Linked DNA regions of Triticum aestivum: region 1 is linked to region 2. Evidence: chromatin contacts called from public HiCAR-type data. All regions are on one chromosome and are shown on one strand. Each heading gives the region's core, a stretch centred on a gene start, on an enhancer-like site or on the middle of the called end of the contact. The rest is flanking DNA. Distances are from core to core; before and after follow the strand shown.

Region 1 (6,546 bases), core at 272-2,771, 67 kb before region 2:
TGAAGATAAGGCTAAGAGATGACCCATTATAGACTCTTTTTTTGTCATCTCTAAATTACATGCAAAACTTAAAATAAGACTATCTTATCAATCATTGTACATGCCCTAACCAGAGCTTACGTAATCATGGTCAGTGATAGATGAATAAACAAGCGCAAAACAAATATGCGTGGTTGGCGTTGCAATCTCCGGTGCGCTTTTCTGTGGGTCCAACGAGGCAGTGATGTGGCGGGAAGCATCAAGGTAGTTCCATGTGGTCACACAACTAGCAGGCCCTGTCTCCTTTTTTTCATGCCTTTTTTTTGGACCACTAGTTATGAGGGACCCAGATAATGCAAAAGGAGGCCTAGAAACAACATGAACTACAAGAAGGTCCCTCATAAGGACGTTCTCACGCGGTTCTCTTACGAAAAAACAAAGAGTCGACGAAAAGAATATGGGAGAGTGTCAGCAAAGTTGGACAGCCCGAAAAGAAAAAAAAATTAGAAAAGAAGGATGACCCCGACCTCATCTGAGCGATGCATGCGGTCACAGGAAAAAGGAATCCCGTTGCACACGGCCTCTATCTTCTTCGTGCCTAGTCATGCACACATTAATAAATGGGAGACCCTCATGACTTGGATGGATGGATGGATATGATTGATTATCAATCGCACCTCGGTCCTCACTTTCCATTATGAACTGGTGGATGGGTATCTGGATCTCAGTCGATCTCTCAATTTCATTCCAAACCCGCATTTCTCTTTACAAACAATCACTAGTTGCTCTTCATTTCCAATTTAGCAGAAAAGCGGCAAAGCCAGCATCACGTGGTGAGCACCTAGCTTGTGGCTCTCATTATCCTGCCATTTCTAATTTACAGCCAGTTAAGGCGAATGAGAGCTACACTTGACAAGAAAGATAAGTTTTCGGACTGAGCTTCCACGGTTCCACACCCACTGCTTTCTCTCTTCGATTCAAAGAGATTTTATACTTTTTTTTTATTTGGAGAATTAGGATCCTCATAGGAATTTTTTCTATTCCGTACGTTAGTCATTTGATTAGTAGGATTGGATTCCATAAGAATTTTCTTAAGTACTTCCTCTATAAAGAAATATAAGAGTGTTAAAATTTATAGGAATCTAGCATCTACTCTAACATTTTATTATTATTATTATTATTATTATTATTATTATTACTGGTTTCATGTAGACATGCCACTCTAAATCATGTACTTTTCATATTAATGTGTTTTGGAATTCCTGCGAATCAAAAGTCGGACCGAGTGAAAGAATGTTTTCAGGGATGAAATACACAAGACTGCATCGCCGGCCGGTATGGTTGCTGCCACGTGTCACCGTCATTAGACTAGCTGAGCTAACCTCTCCGTTAACCTAACACAAGCTTATCTGACCTTGGATGGACCGTGACAACTGCACAAATAAAATAAAATATAGTAGCGGCAAAGAGTGACTGGCAGATCTTCATTGCGCTTTCCTCGTGGGGCCCACCAGGCAGTGAGGTGGCGGAAAGCGCCGAGACACATAAAAATGGCCAGAGGTGGATCCACGTCACATGGGCACGGGATCAGTGGACGTGAGCCGCCCCTCTCGCTGCAATTAATTTACCATCGTAAAACTATCGGAAACGGAGAGGCGCCACTTGCACGATTTGTCTCATCTCAGATTGATATCAGCCGCAAGATATTTGCACCCACCCACCCTTCTTCTTGTTCCTCACTTCGGACCACAAGAGTTAATTTGATCAAGGTTGTTTGATAGTGTAATTAGCGGTTAACCGGATAATGGCATGTGACGTGATGTGTGGAAGGCCGTAGGCACTTGATTTGTGGCTCATATTATCTTGGATTTCATAAATTGCTGCGTGTTAAGACTGGGAGATCCATCTTGCCTTTTATGGCTGAGGTCCCTCTCCCATCCCCTCCCCTCCAGTCCATTTAGACCTGCTTCTGATTTTCGACCAAGAAACATTTCCTGTGCGTAAGCTCTACTATTCAGAAGGATCGTAAGAACACCAGCAGCTCATCAGACTAACTAAAATGCCACGTGTCACACATTGAGGGGAGGGGATGAGTAAACAAACACAAGCTTCACGTCAGGTTGCATCTCATTGGTAAGCTAACCCGAGCTTATACCTAATCCTGGTCAGTGGCAGATGAGTAAACAAACACAAAACAAAGAAGGGTGGCTGGCGTGAAGCGTGAAGCGATCTCCGGTGCGCTTTCCTGTGGGGCCTGTTGAGATTCAAATATCCCACGTGTTAATTAAGGATTAATCTCTCCTATCTCCAATTGCCATCTGAAGGGATACGACCGATGTAGTAGGCGTCCCTTCGTGGACTATATATTGTAACCACAGTCATCAATGAAAACAACTATTCCTGCCATTTTACTCCTCAAATGAAGGTGTGACCTTTTCTGAGAAGTCGAGAAGACATATTTTAGTGGCTGCATCCATTAATCAATCTTAAATTGTTGATTTGCATAAAGCATCACTTGAATGTATGTGACTTCGCAGAATGATGAACTTTGTTGAAAGTTCAAGTGGGATTGATTGGTAGGAACCACCCACCATTATCTATGAAGATAATGTTGTTTGTATTACACAGATGCAGAGAGGTTATAAGTAGTAGTTACAAAGTGTATTGCTTTGAAAGTATTTTCTTCCCCATAAGTTAAAAGGAGGTGGGAAGATAAATATTTTGCAAACAAAGTCAAGTGATAATCTCGATTATCATGTTAATGGAACTCCCATATGATAACATGTTCAAGATCTTTGGATCTTAGATATCGCACTCTTGTTCCCTTTATGAGTTTTTCCTATATGGTTTCTCATAGAAGGTTTTTAATGAGGCAATAGTAATACATTTTCTTCTTATTTTTCCACTGGGTTTTCGGAAGGAGTTTTTCATGACATATTACGTATATCTCCTCGTATTTTCCCTGCATGGTTTTTGAAGGAGCTCTTATGAAGATGATGAAGATGATGTTTACAAGGATAGTAGAGATTAGGGGTAGTGTCGAGATTTAAATATCCCACGTGTTAATTAAGAGTTAATCTCTCCTATCTCCAATTGCCATCCGAAGGGATACAACCGATGTAGTAGGTGTCCCTTTGGGAACAAAGTGTCCCTTTGTGGACTATTATTGTAACCACAATCATCAATGAGAACAATTATTCCTGCCATTTTACTCTGTCTGTTATCGGGGCCAATGAAGCGGCGATTGTTGGGGAACGTAGTAATTTCAAAAAAAAATCCTACACACACGCAAGATCATGGTGATGTATAGCAACGAGAGGGGAGAGTGTTGTCTATGTACCCTCGTAGACCGTAAGCAGAAGCGTTATGACAACGCGGTTGATGTAGTCGTACATCTTCACGATGACCGATCCTAGCACCGAAAGTACGGCACCTCCGCGATCTGCACACGTTCGGCTCGGTGACGTCCCACGAACTCACAATCCAGTAGAGTGTCGAGGGAGAGCTTCGTCAGCACGATGGCGTGATGACGGTGATGATGAAGCTACCAGCGCAGGGCTTCGCCTAAGCACTGCAATGATATGACCGAGGTGGATTATGGTGGAGGGGGGCACACGGCTAAGAGATCAATGATCAACTTGTGTGTTCTAGGGTGCCCCCTGCCCCCGTATATAAAGGAGCAAGGGGGGAGGCCGGCCGGCCTAGGGCGTGTAGGAGATATGCCCTAGAGGCAATAATAAATTATATTATTTATCTCCAAGTTCATAATTATGTTTATGTTCCATGCTATAACTGCAATGATTCTCGAGTCTGCAATATCCACGAGGCTCGGAGGGAGACTCATATGCACGTGTGGAATAATAAACGGTAAGAAGTATTCCTAGTCTGGCCTCTAAGACTAGCTCAAGTGTTGCATGATGGTTCTGTTTTCCTGATCATGGGCATGTCTATGCCATCAATTTTGAGGGCACAATGTTAAGAGAACATTTGTGTTGAATCGACCCGGATTGATGTTATGCTATGAGATTCATTCATCACAACTTAATGGTACATAACACAGAGATGGTTAACGTTTGCATGATTCCTTAGACCATGAGAGTATCGAGTTTCTTCATGCTTGCTTCATGAACTTTGGGGTTTGTTAAACGTCATCCGTAAATGGGTGGCTATTACGGCGGCTTACGGGTTCATGGAAAAGTATGTCAAGTAACTTGATAGCTCAAGATTGGGATTTGCTCCTCCAATGATGGAGAGATATTCTCGGGCCCTCTCGGTGTTATGGTATCCATAATCGTCTGGCCAGACACCTTGTGATTTGATCACTGGGATGCCGGAACACGGAAACGAGAAAAGAGAACAAAACCGGTAACGAGGTAACTTGCATGGTGGACAAATTGTTCGTCCGCGGGGATGCAATAAATCTCACCTCGGGTGTTTGTGACATATCGCGAAGCAACAGGAATAGCTCACTGCAACTGGAGGTTCACTCGAATATTCATTCGTGTGGGTATAGGGGTCAATATGGGTGTCCACGGCTCCGATGTTGATCATTGATCGGAAGGGGTTCCGGGTCATGTCTATACTTCACCGAACCTATAGGGTCACACGCTTAAGGGTCATCTATCTGTTGAATACTAGACAGGGAGTCTGAGAGAAAATCACTGAAAAAGTTTCGGACACCGAAAAGTTTCGGACAGCGGAAAAGTTTCGCACAGAGAGGTCATCGGATGAGTTTCGGTGAAACCGAAAAGTTGTTTCGGGATATACTATTAAGTCAAATTCGTTTCGGCACATGCCTGATAATTCTTGGAGGGTGCCAAAGTCATTCTGGAAACTTTCTGGAATTCTCCGGGATAAAAGCTGGAATTGCTCCGGAGCTGCCGGAACCACTTCAGATGCCTTTCTGCAGATGAAAATCACTAATCCGGAATTGTTTCGGAACGCATTGAAAATTATTTGAGTGGGTACTGGAAATGTTCTAAGCCCACATAAATATTTTCAGTTCGAACGGACGCTGAAAAATGTCGTCGTGAATAGTGAAAGTGCTTTTTGGGATATTTATGGAAAGCCACCTTTTGGGGCTTTTCCCAAAAGGCTTCTAGAAGCACTTGGGGATCAAGGAACCCCCTTTGGGGGGCCCCTGAAGGTGGGACGTTGGAGGGTGCAGCTCCTCCATGGGGCTCCACTTGTCATCCCTTTATGCCCTTTATGTGTGACATAAAGTGTGGGCATTTTTGGGTTTTTCATGTGTCCCCTACCCCTTGGGGTTTCCTATAAATAGAGGTGGAGAGGCACTCTCCACACTCACTCTTTCTCACATACAAGTGCCATTGTAATGATCTGGCTTCTCTCTCCCTCCCCGCGAAATAGTTTCGTAGAGCCGAAAGGCTGTCTGGGTTCCGGCAGGAACTAGTTCTGGACGGCGAAGCCCTGCCGGATAGATGACACCGTATGTGTGCAACTCTGTAGAGAGATTGTAATTTTGGTCTTAGTTCGAGAGTGCCTTCCGAAGGGCTGTCCATGTGACCGTCCGAGTTTCAAAGGTCCTCCCGAAAGGCTGTCTGAGTGACCGTCCGAGTTTCGAAGGTCCTCCCGAAGGGCTGTCCGCGACACCGTCCGGGGGACTGTCCGACCACCTCCCGGAGGGCTGTTCGAGGGGTAGATGAGGGTATACATCCTCGTGGTTGGGAGGTTGTAAAATACTAGCTGCGGGGATCTGCACCGCCGATCGTCATCGACTCTACTTCCCGCTGCGCTACGAGTCGGTAACGAAAAAGATCAAACCTTGTATGCAGTCTCCATAGTGGTCCTGGACTGGTGCGTAAGTCGGAAATTTTTTGTTTTCTGCTACATTACCCCTACAGGGCGCGCCAAGGAGAAGGGGGAGTCCTCCTCCTAGAAGGAGTAGGACCCCCCCCTTTCCTAGTCCAACTAGGAAGGGGGAAGGGGCAAGGAAGGAGGAAAAAGGGGGCGCTGCCCCCCTTCCTTGTCCAATTCGGACTCCCACGGGGGGGGGGGGGGGCACGGCCAGCCCTAAGGCCCCCTCCTCTCTCTCTCTCACACAAGGCCCATGTTGGCCCATTAGTTCCCCCGGGGGTTCCGATAATCCCCCGACACTCCGATAATTATCCGGTGACCCCCGAAACTCATCCGGTGTCCGAATATAGTCATCCAATATATCAATCTTTATGTCTCGACCATTTCGAGACTCCTCGTCATGTCCGTGAGCACATCCGGGACTCCGAACTATCTTCGGTACATCAAAACACATAAACTCATAATATCGATCGTTACCGAACGTTAAGCGTGCGGACCCTACGGGTTCGAGAACTATGTAGACATGACCGAGACACGTCTCCGGTCAATAACCAATAGCGGAACCTGGATGCTCATATTGGTTCCTACATATTCTACGAAGATCTTTATCATTCAAACCGCATAACAACATACGTTGTTCCCTTTGTCATCGGTATGTTACTTGCCCGAGATTCGATCGTCGGTATCTCAATACCTAGTTCAATCTTGTTACCGGCAAGGCTCTTTACTCGTTCCGTAATGCATCATCGC
Region 2 (6,915 bases), core at 1,422-3,921:
ACATTGTGTATAAATCAGACGAAACCTGTCGTATGTATAGCGTCGTTCTTTGGAATCACATTGCCCGCGACCTCATGAACCAAAGCCGATCTTATCCATGCCTAGTCATGCAGCCATTAACAAACGAGAGACCCTCATGGGAGGGATATGATCGATTATCAATCACACCCTGTTTTGGTACCTTTCCATTCTCCACTTATTGATCAGCATCTAGATCTCAGTTCGCAGTGCAGTTTTTGATCCCGAACAAGCATCTTTTGTTTATCCATTTCTGCAACAAGTAACTCCGGACATAAGAGTACATTTCTATCGAGAAATTCATCGTTTGTTGTTCACTTATTTCTACTACTAGTACAGCTTAATCACCTGCTCTTAGCTCTAGTACCTCAAACTTCGAGCATTGCCGTGCATCCAAGAACCCGAGGAACCTACCGTGTTATCAAGCGATATTTATTTTCCATCTGCCCGCATTTGTATAATAGTACTACAAAAAGTAAATATTTTGTGTTAAAAAAGCAAAATATTTAACTAGCGGAAACAAATCCGCTCCACATTTCCAATTTAAGACGTGATTTCTAAAGGCACAAAGCATTTCATTTTCTTGGCAAAGCCAACCCCATGTCCAAATCAGTACTCCTCCACTAGTCCTCCTTAATCCCACTTCTTTAATTAGTGCAAACATCAATTACTACTGTACTGTACTAGTAACAAGGACCCTGACACGTGGGTCCCAGAAACATGTGGCCAGGGATTTTCCCGGCAGCTGACCGGAGAGAAAAGCGCGGTGGGCCCGGGCCTGACCAGGAGATATTAGCTGTCCACCAAAGGTTGGGCCGGATGGGTGCGTGACGTGGCCGGCGCAAAAGCGCATGGAGCAAATAGGATCTTGTGGCTGGGAGCGTGCTTGCCCTTTGCTTCACGGTTGGGTCACGCCGACCAAAAAGATGGATGGTGGCATCACCACCTGCACTGCATCCCCATTAAGAAATACCTCATCATGTCAGCTGATCGTTTGGGACAGGCAGCAGCTTGGTGTGTCAAGATTAGTAGTACTAAATAATCTCACCAAGCAGAGCTCATGTTTCCCCTAAACACAGCAGTAATAGCAAATTTTGCAGCTGTAATAGATGCGGTGGCGGGCGTTGTTCTCCCTTTTGAAGAAAACCCACTTATAATAGTTTGATGCACAAATTGTTTTTTTATAGTCTACCGTGGGCTTGTTCGTCGTGATATATGGTGAGTTCAAAGAACAGTTGTGCCTGCTTTTCAATTGAGTTGATTCGTGCTTCTTTTTTGTGGGTGTAGAGCGTCCGAGTGTCCATTCAATACTTACAGAGTCTCTGGAACGCAAGGAAGCGACAAAAACTGTGTCGAATCTTCTCGTCACCGCACGACCAAAAATATGTAGCATCACAACTCGTATATATGCATCTGTCAATTAAATGGACAATAAAATGTCTGAATTTATGTGACAAAGAAAAAGGAGAGAAGCCTAGATTTAGACAAGCCGAGATATGGAAAGGCCACTTGCACACCATGTTTTTAGAGTTGCACTTATTCTGAAATTTACAATCGTCGACACGATTTATCCAACTAGCCAATTTGACAATGTCGAGCCAGACGTATTGTCAATTGGAGTCGCTCTTAAATATGTTCGGATGGTTCCCCTTCTTTTCAAAAAAATAAATACTCATTGTATGTATGGGTTATTTTGGAACGAGAGGAAACATGACAAGCACATAAATGCTTCCTTTTGTCTGGAGCGCACGGTTCCTATCCAAGACATACGAAGTCTCTCGAATAAGTTCATGAAATCATCAAGTTAAAATGAGAAGAGATTCTTTTATTAGCCACACACTACGAGGGCTACAAATGTAACATCACCACTCATATCTCCTCAACAATTATATTTAGAGAAATACGTGTCAAACACTATGTGGCCAAGACGAGAGGAACCAATGTTAGACAAGCCGAGAAAGGGAAAGCCCACTCGTGCCATGACTACATAATTGGCCTTATCTAAAATTTACCAACATTGCTACAATTTATCCCGGAAATATCTCCAGAGGTTCGCTCCTGGCCTCTCATGTTCGAATGGCTCCAGATATTCGTGGCTCTCCTCCGCCTCGCTTCCCCTCCGTCTCCACTTGTGCAAAAACGCCGAGACCCCCATGCGTTGTCACGTGCATTATTTCGCGTACCACAGTAACAGCCTGTAATGCAACAACAATGTCCCGTCAAACAAATTATGTATGAGACAATAAACCACGGGGAAATTCGGTACATTATTCCAAACCGTCATACAAATAATGTCAGGAGAATTAGATAGAAAAATCACACGCAAATCGTACCGAATCCGTTTAGATTTACGAGAAAGAAAAATTCTACTACTCTAGGAAAAAAATACAATTTTGTTTTGAGCTAGTAAGAGAATACACTTGTATATACACTTGGACACGTAGGCCGAGGAGCAGATAAGGGAGAAAGCGCGCCCAATGGGAGGCAAAGCCAGAAAAGGAAAGGGGGAGGCCGGGGCGTCCACAGCCACGAGCTGGCCGGCGCTTCTGGAAATTTCGGGGCTCCGACAGGCGGGCCCCGCGCGTGACGTGGCCGCCCTCCCCGCCCCTCCTCGCGAAAATATATTTCCGTCGCTCCTCCACCCCACCTTCCTCCTACTCCTCCGCCTCCGCTTCCTCCTCCCTCCGCCTCCCCCGGCAGCACGTGCGCGCCCCGCCCCGGCGCCCCCTTTTAGCCGCGCCGCTCGCCGGAGCGTCCCCGCTCGTTTCGCCTCTTTTCGCTGCGTCTGTTTCGGGTCGGTTTCTTTGGGTCGCGGTGCTTCGCCGGCCGGCTCCGGTCGCCGAGGGGGGTGTTTTTTTGGCCGATCCCGGCGAGAGCCGCTGCTTCCGTCCCCGCCTGCTCCGTCGGCTGGTGGTGGTCCCTGCCGCCTGCCTCGTTCGATCTCGGTGACGCGGAGGCCGAGATTTGGAACCCCGGGGGACGGCTCATGGCTTCCATGGCGCTCGCGGAGGTAAAGATCCATTTTTTCTGCCTGCTCCGCGCATTCGCCGGCTGTTCTCGCTTGCTGCGAATTTTTACTTCCGCAGTAAAAACATTTTTTTGGGAGGGATTTACCGTCCAGATTTCTGTTCTCGACGGCTTCTCCGTTAGATGATTTGCCAAAAAGAGTTTTTATTCATTTATTTCTGCAATTATTACCAGTACCACCTCGTCTTTCAACTTTTTTGGGAGGGATTTTTATCCGTTTCTCTTGGGAGAAAGGCCCTGTTTCTAGACACTTCTGTTTTGGGAGGACACAGACCACACCACCGGAATATCTTTAGAGGCTTCCAGAACTAGAGATGGGCAGGAGGACACAACTCCCATCCCATAATTATTTTAGAGCCACCTACCAAACACATGCCAGGAGGCCTGAGTGCCAAATCCAGAAACAATTGATGGTGCTTTCCATCCTAGGTAAAATTCTGTTGGCGCTGCACTTTTACAGTGTTGACTGTAAAATTACTGCTAGTAGTTACCAGTCTTCGTTTAATTCATGCATGGTTGGTTGAGGACCAATCAGCATAGCTCACTTTTTTATTACTAGAACAAGTAGTGGTTGATAGTAGATTTTTACCAGTACTCCAGTAGCAATGTGAATGTTGATCCTGTTTAATCAGAAACATCTGTAGTTGTAGCTCAAATTATGCCGCAATGTTCAGTTACCCCCTGTGGTGAAATTGGACACTATTTTGGCTTGCTAGGTAATTACTGCTGGTATTTGGAACTGTTTGCAGCCATGATCAGCAATGTGTTTTGGGCTGGCTGAAGTACTGATGTTGTTTCTTCTGTTCTTGCCTCCAGGAAAGGGATGCCTTGGATTCATCTAGGATGCCGATCGGCACAGGGCTATCGGTGGATGTTGCAATGGAGCCCAATGAGGAGGGGATGGGTGAGCATCCTGTCAAGGTAGCCATTTCTTACCCAAGTTTGAGATCTAAGAACAAATATGCTAGTTGGTCCCATCGGCGTATCATATATCACCGCCGTGGTGCCTAATGATCTTCGTCTTGCATTGATTAGCCTAGGAAGCCCTACACGATCACGAAGCAGCGGGAGAAGTGGACGGAGGAAGAGCACGAGAAGTTCCTGGAGGCGCTGAAGCTGTATGGCCGGTCCTGGCGTCAGATACAAGGTGTGTGTCAGCCTTTCTAAGTATAACGCATCTCGCATTATAATTTAAAGTAGTTGAAATAGTGATGCTGATTCATCGGAACTGTTCTTTAGAACACATTGGCACAAAGACCGCTGTCCAAATCCGAAGCCATGCCCAGAAGTTTTTCTCCAAGGTGACTATGGCCCTTCCTGTAGTTATGATACATTTGGCCTGTACGCCACTCTGTGGACAGCGGTTTATGTTATATGTTTGTATCATACATGTAATGTAGAAGCAGAATTGGTGGCAGCTAATTTGAACCATTTGAATGTCGATCATGTTTTCTCATGCGGGGTTGCTTGTCGTGCAGGTGGTGCGTGAACCTGGTGCTAAAATTGAGATCGAGATCCCTCCCCCCAGGCCAAAGAGGAAACCACTGCATCCATATCCTCGCAAGCGCGCGAACTCCTGCAATGGGGCAAACGCAGCAAATGGTCAATCCAAGCTTGCTCATATGTCATCTTCTTCTGGTTCTGACCAAGAGAATGGTTCTCCCGTGTCGGTGATATCTGCAATGCAGTCGGATGCTTTTGGATCATCGATGTCAAACCCGTCATCTCGCAGTGCCTCCCCAGAGTCGTCAGATGAGGAGAATATTGTTCTTCCAATGGTGAACGGAGGGGAAGGTCAACAAACAGGGATAGATCAATCCCACAAGGTAAACAACCATCATTCAGCCCAGTTAGCTGCACTGCTGAACATCCTTATTGAATGACCAGTTGAACTTATTGGACTGCTCTTGTGTCTTTCGCAGGAAGCTGATCAGGAAAACAAAGATACGGGTACCTCTGAAGAGGATTCTTCTGATGAGGTACAGGTAACAAGCGTGAAGCTGTTTGGGAAGACGGTCGTTATCCCAGACCCGAGGAAAAGATGCTCCCCGGATACAGGCTCAGGGCATGAAAACAGAGAGCAACCCTCAGAGTCCTCTAACAAAGGAACATCACAAGCCCCACTGGCTGTAGATATTCCAACACATACAAAGGGAGAGCAAATCTCACAATCCTCTAACAAGGCAACATCACAAGCCCCATTGGCTGTAGAGGTTCCGACGTATACAAATGGAGAGCAAATCTCAGAATTCTCTTACAAGGCAACATCACAAGCCCCATTGGCTGTAGAAATTCAAGCATACGCTGCGCCGCCAAGTGGGTGGGTTCTTCCATACAATTCATTCCCGCTCCATTTCGGGGAATCAGCGGAAGCCAGAATTGCCCGTTTGCACATGTGGTGGCCATACTATGGGTTTCCTATGGTCCATCCAAGTGGACCGAGTGCAGTGGCACACAATGGAAAAGCTACTGATGAGAGCGAAGCTGCGAAGAGCCCTCCAGTTGAATCAAGCTCGGACTTCGTTGACAATACTCAGGCAACAGCCAGCAAGCAGTGGAAAGTGCTTGAGTCGCTTGGAACAGCGCAGGCCCCTCCGTCGGTTTCTAATTTTCAGCTTAAACCAAGCACGAACTCGGCCTTCGTGAGAGTGAAGCCGATCGTCAGCAGCGGAGATGAGCCGGTGAGGGGGTTTGCGCCGTACAAAAGATGTAGAGTCGAATGACGAAAGCGGGGATCTTCTTCCCCGTTTCTAATTTAACTATGAACCCTAGGAGGAGCCTGTTCCACATATTCCTTTGCTCCGGTATATTCTTAGGTTTTACTTGCACATAGAGATTGGCGGCGGTCTGGCCCGGGAAATGCGCGTTGTTTCCTGCCTGCGCCCTGTGAAGAGCAGGGCACAGGTGGTTGCTGTATGTGCTGTAGGATAAAAGCAGGAGGTTTTGTAGGGATGCCAATTCTCTGTCTGTCTCATGTTGTTGATGTAAAAGCAAAGAATTTTTGTGTCACTCTTGTTGATTCCTAATGGAAATCGATTTCTCTGAATGAATGAATGAGGCTGGCATGTTTGGTTGTTGCTGGGTGTTGTGTTGGTAAGAGTCTGAAGATGCTGGTGCCTTTTGTCCTGAGCATGCAGGCAGAGCTTGGCCGTGTTGTTTCAGAGTGGGACATGGAAGGAAACATTGTTCACCATTGGTGGCAATACATGCCTTTGAAGTTTCCTGCCATGGCTGCTAAATTCAATTCTCTCAAGTGGCAAATTATGAATATTTGTCTGAACAATGCAGTTGCTGAACATTCCAATGTTTGCCGATGTCTGACCATTCAATTCTGTCAAGCAAGAAGCAGAGGCTACTTAGGTGCTGGGAATTGTAGGGGCCATAAAGGCTTGTTTGTTGTACTTGTGTATATATCCAGAGGATGCAAATATGTCATGTGAAGAACCGAAATGGAAATGGATAGCTGAAGGATTCATTGCGACAAAACGGGTAAATTTGTATCAAGAAGCAGAGAGTTGTTGTAATGAACTTATCAATAGAAGATTGATCCAGCTTGTTGATGTTAATGTTCACTATTATGATTTTAAAAACATTGTCAGGCTCATGATATGGTGCTTGACCTTATAATATCTCTATCAGATGAAGAGAATTTTGCCACAGTTTTAAACCGTCTCTGCAATCCTTTGCCAAACAAGAACCATCGACTCTCGCTGCAATCTTGTGGGTTTGAACATAAATGGGCAATCCATACCATCACAGGAAGCAAGTTACATATCCGCTCATGGAATGTGTTTGGAGAAACAAAGCGGATACCCCCACTAGTGGACTCCCAGTCTTTGCGCGTGTTTGACATATGTGGTGGGGGTCATT

Evidence for each region. HiCAR-type assays count read pairs that join an accessible place to other places.
Region 1: a HiCAR-type map of leaf shows a contact between it and region 2, with 5 times the contacts expected there. The contact joins the enhancer-like site here to the promoter of LOC100873110 in region 2. A contact is called at or near these places in 5 of 5 Hi-C or Micro-C datasets (leaf, root and an unstated tissue) and 1 of 1 datasets of contacts at active chromatin or transcription factors (leaf).

The regions. Positions count from the first base shown.
Region 1 is chr7D:634,661,691-634,668,236 of IWGSC CS RefSeq v2.1, reverse strand. No RefSeq gene overlaps it. Among protein-coding and RNA genes, the nearest start is that of LOC123169190, 18 kb to the left of the region's middle. Within about 2 kb of position 1,521, at least 8 of the 8 cell types and tissues checked have an H3K27ac peak or open chromatin away from gene starts, as enhancers often do. A contact at or near this core is called in leaf and root, where this site is marked.
Region 2 is chr7D:634,595,073-634,601,987 of IWGSC CS RefSeq v2.1, reverse strand. LOC100873110 (protein REVEILLE 1) reads left to right here and starts at 2,671. Exons shown (of 6, transcript XM_044582059.1): 1 at 2,671-3,028; 2 at 3,862-3,966; 3 at 4,081-4,192; 4 at 4,285-4,346; 5 at 4,524-4,871; 6 at 4,968-6,091. The coding sequence starts at 3,005. The coding sequence ends at 5,768.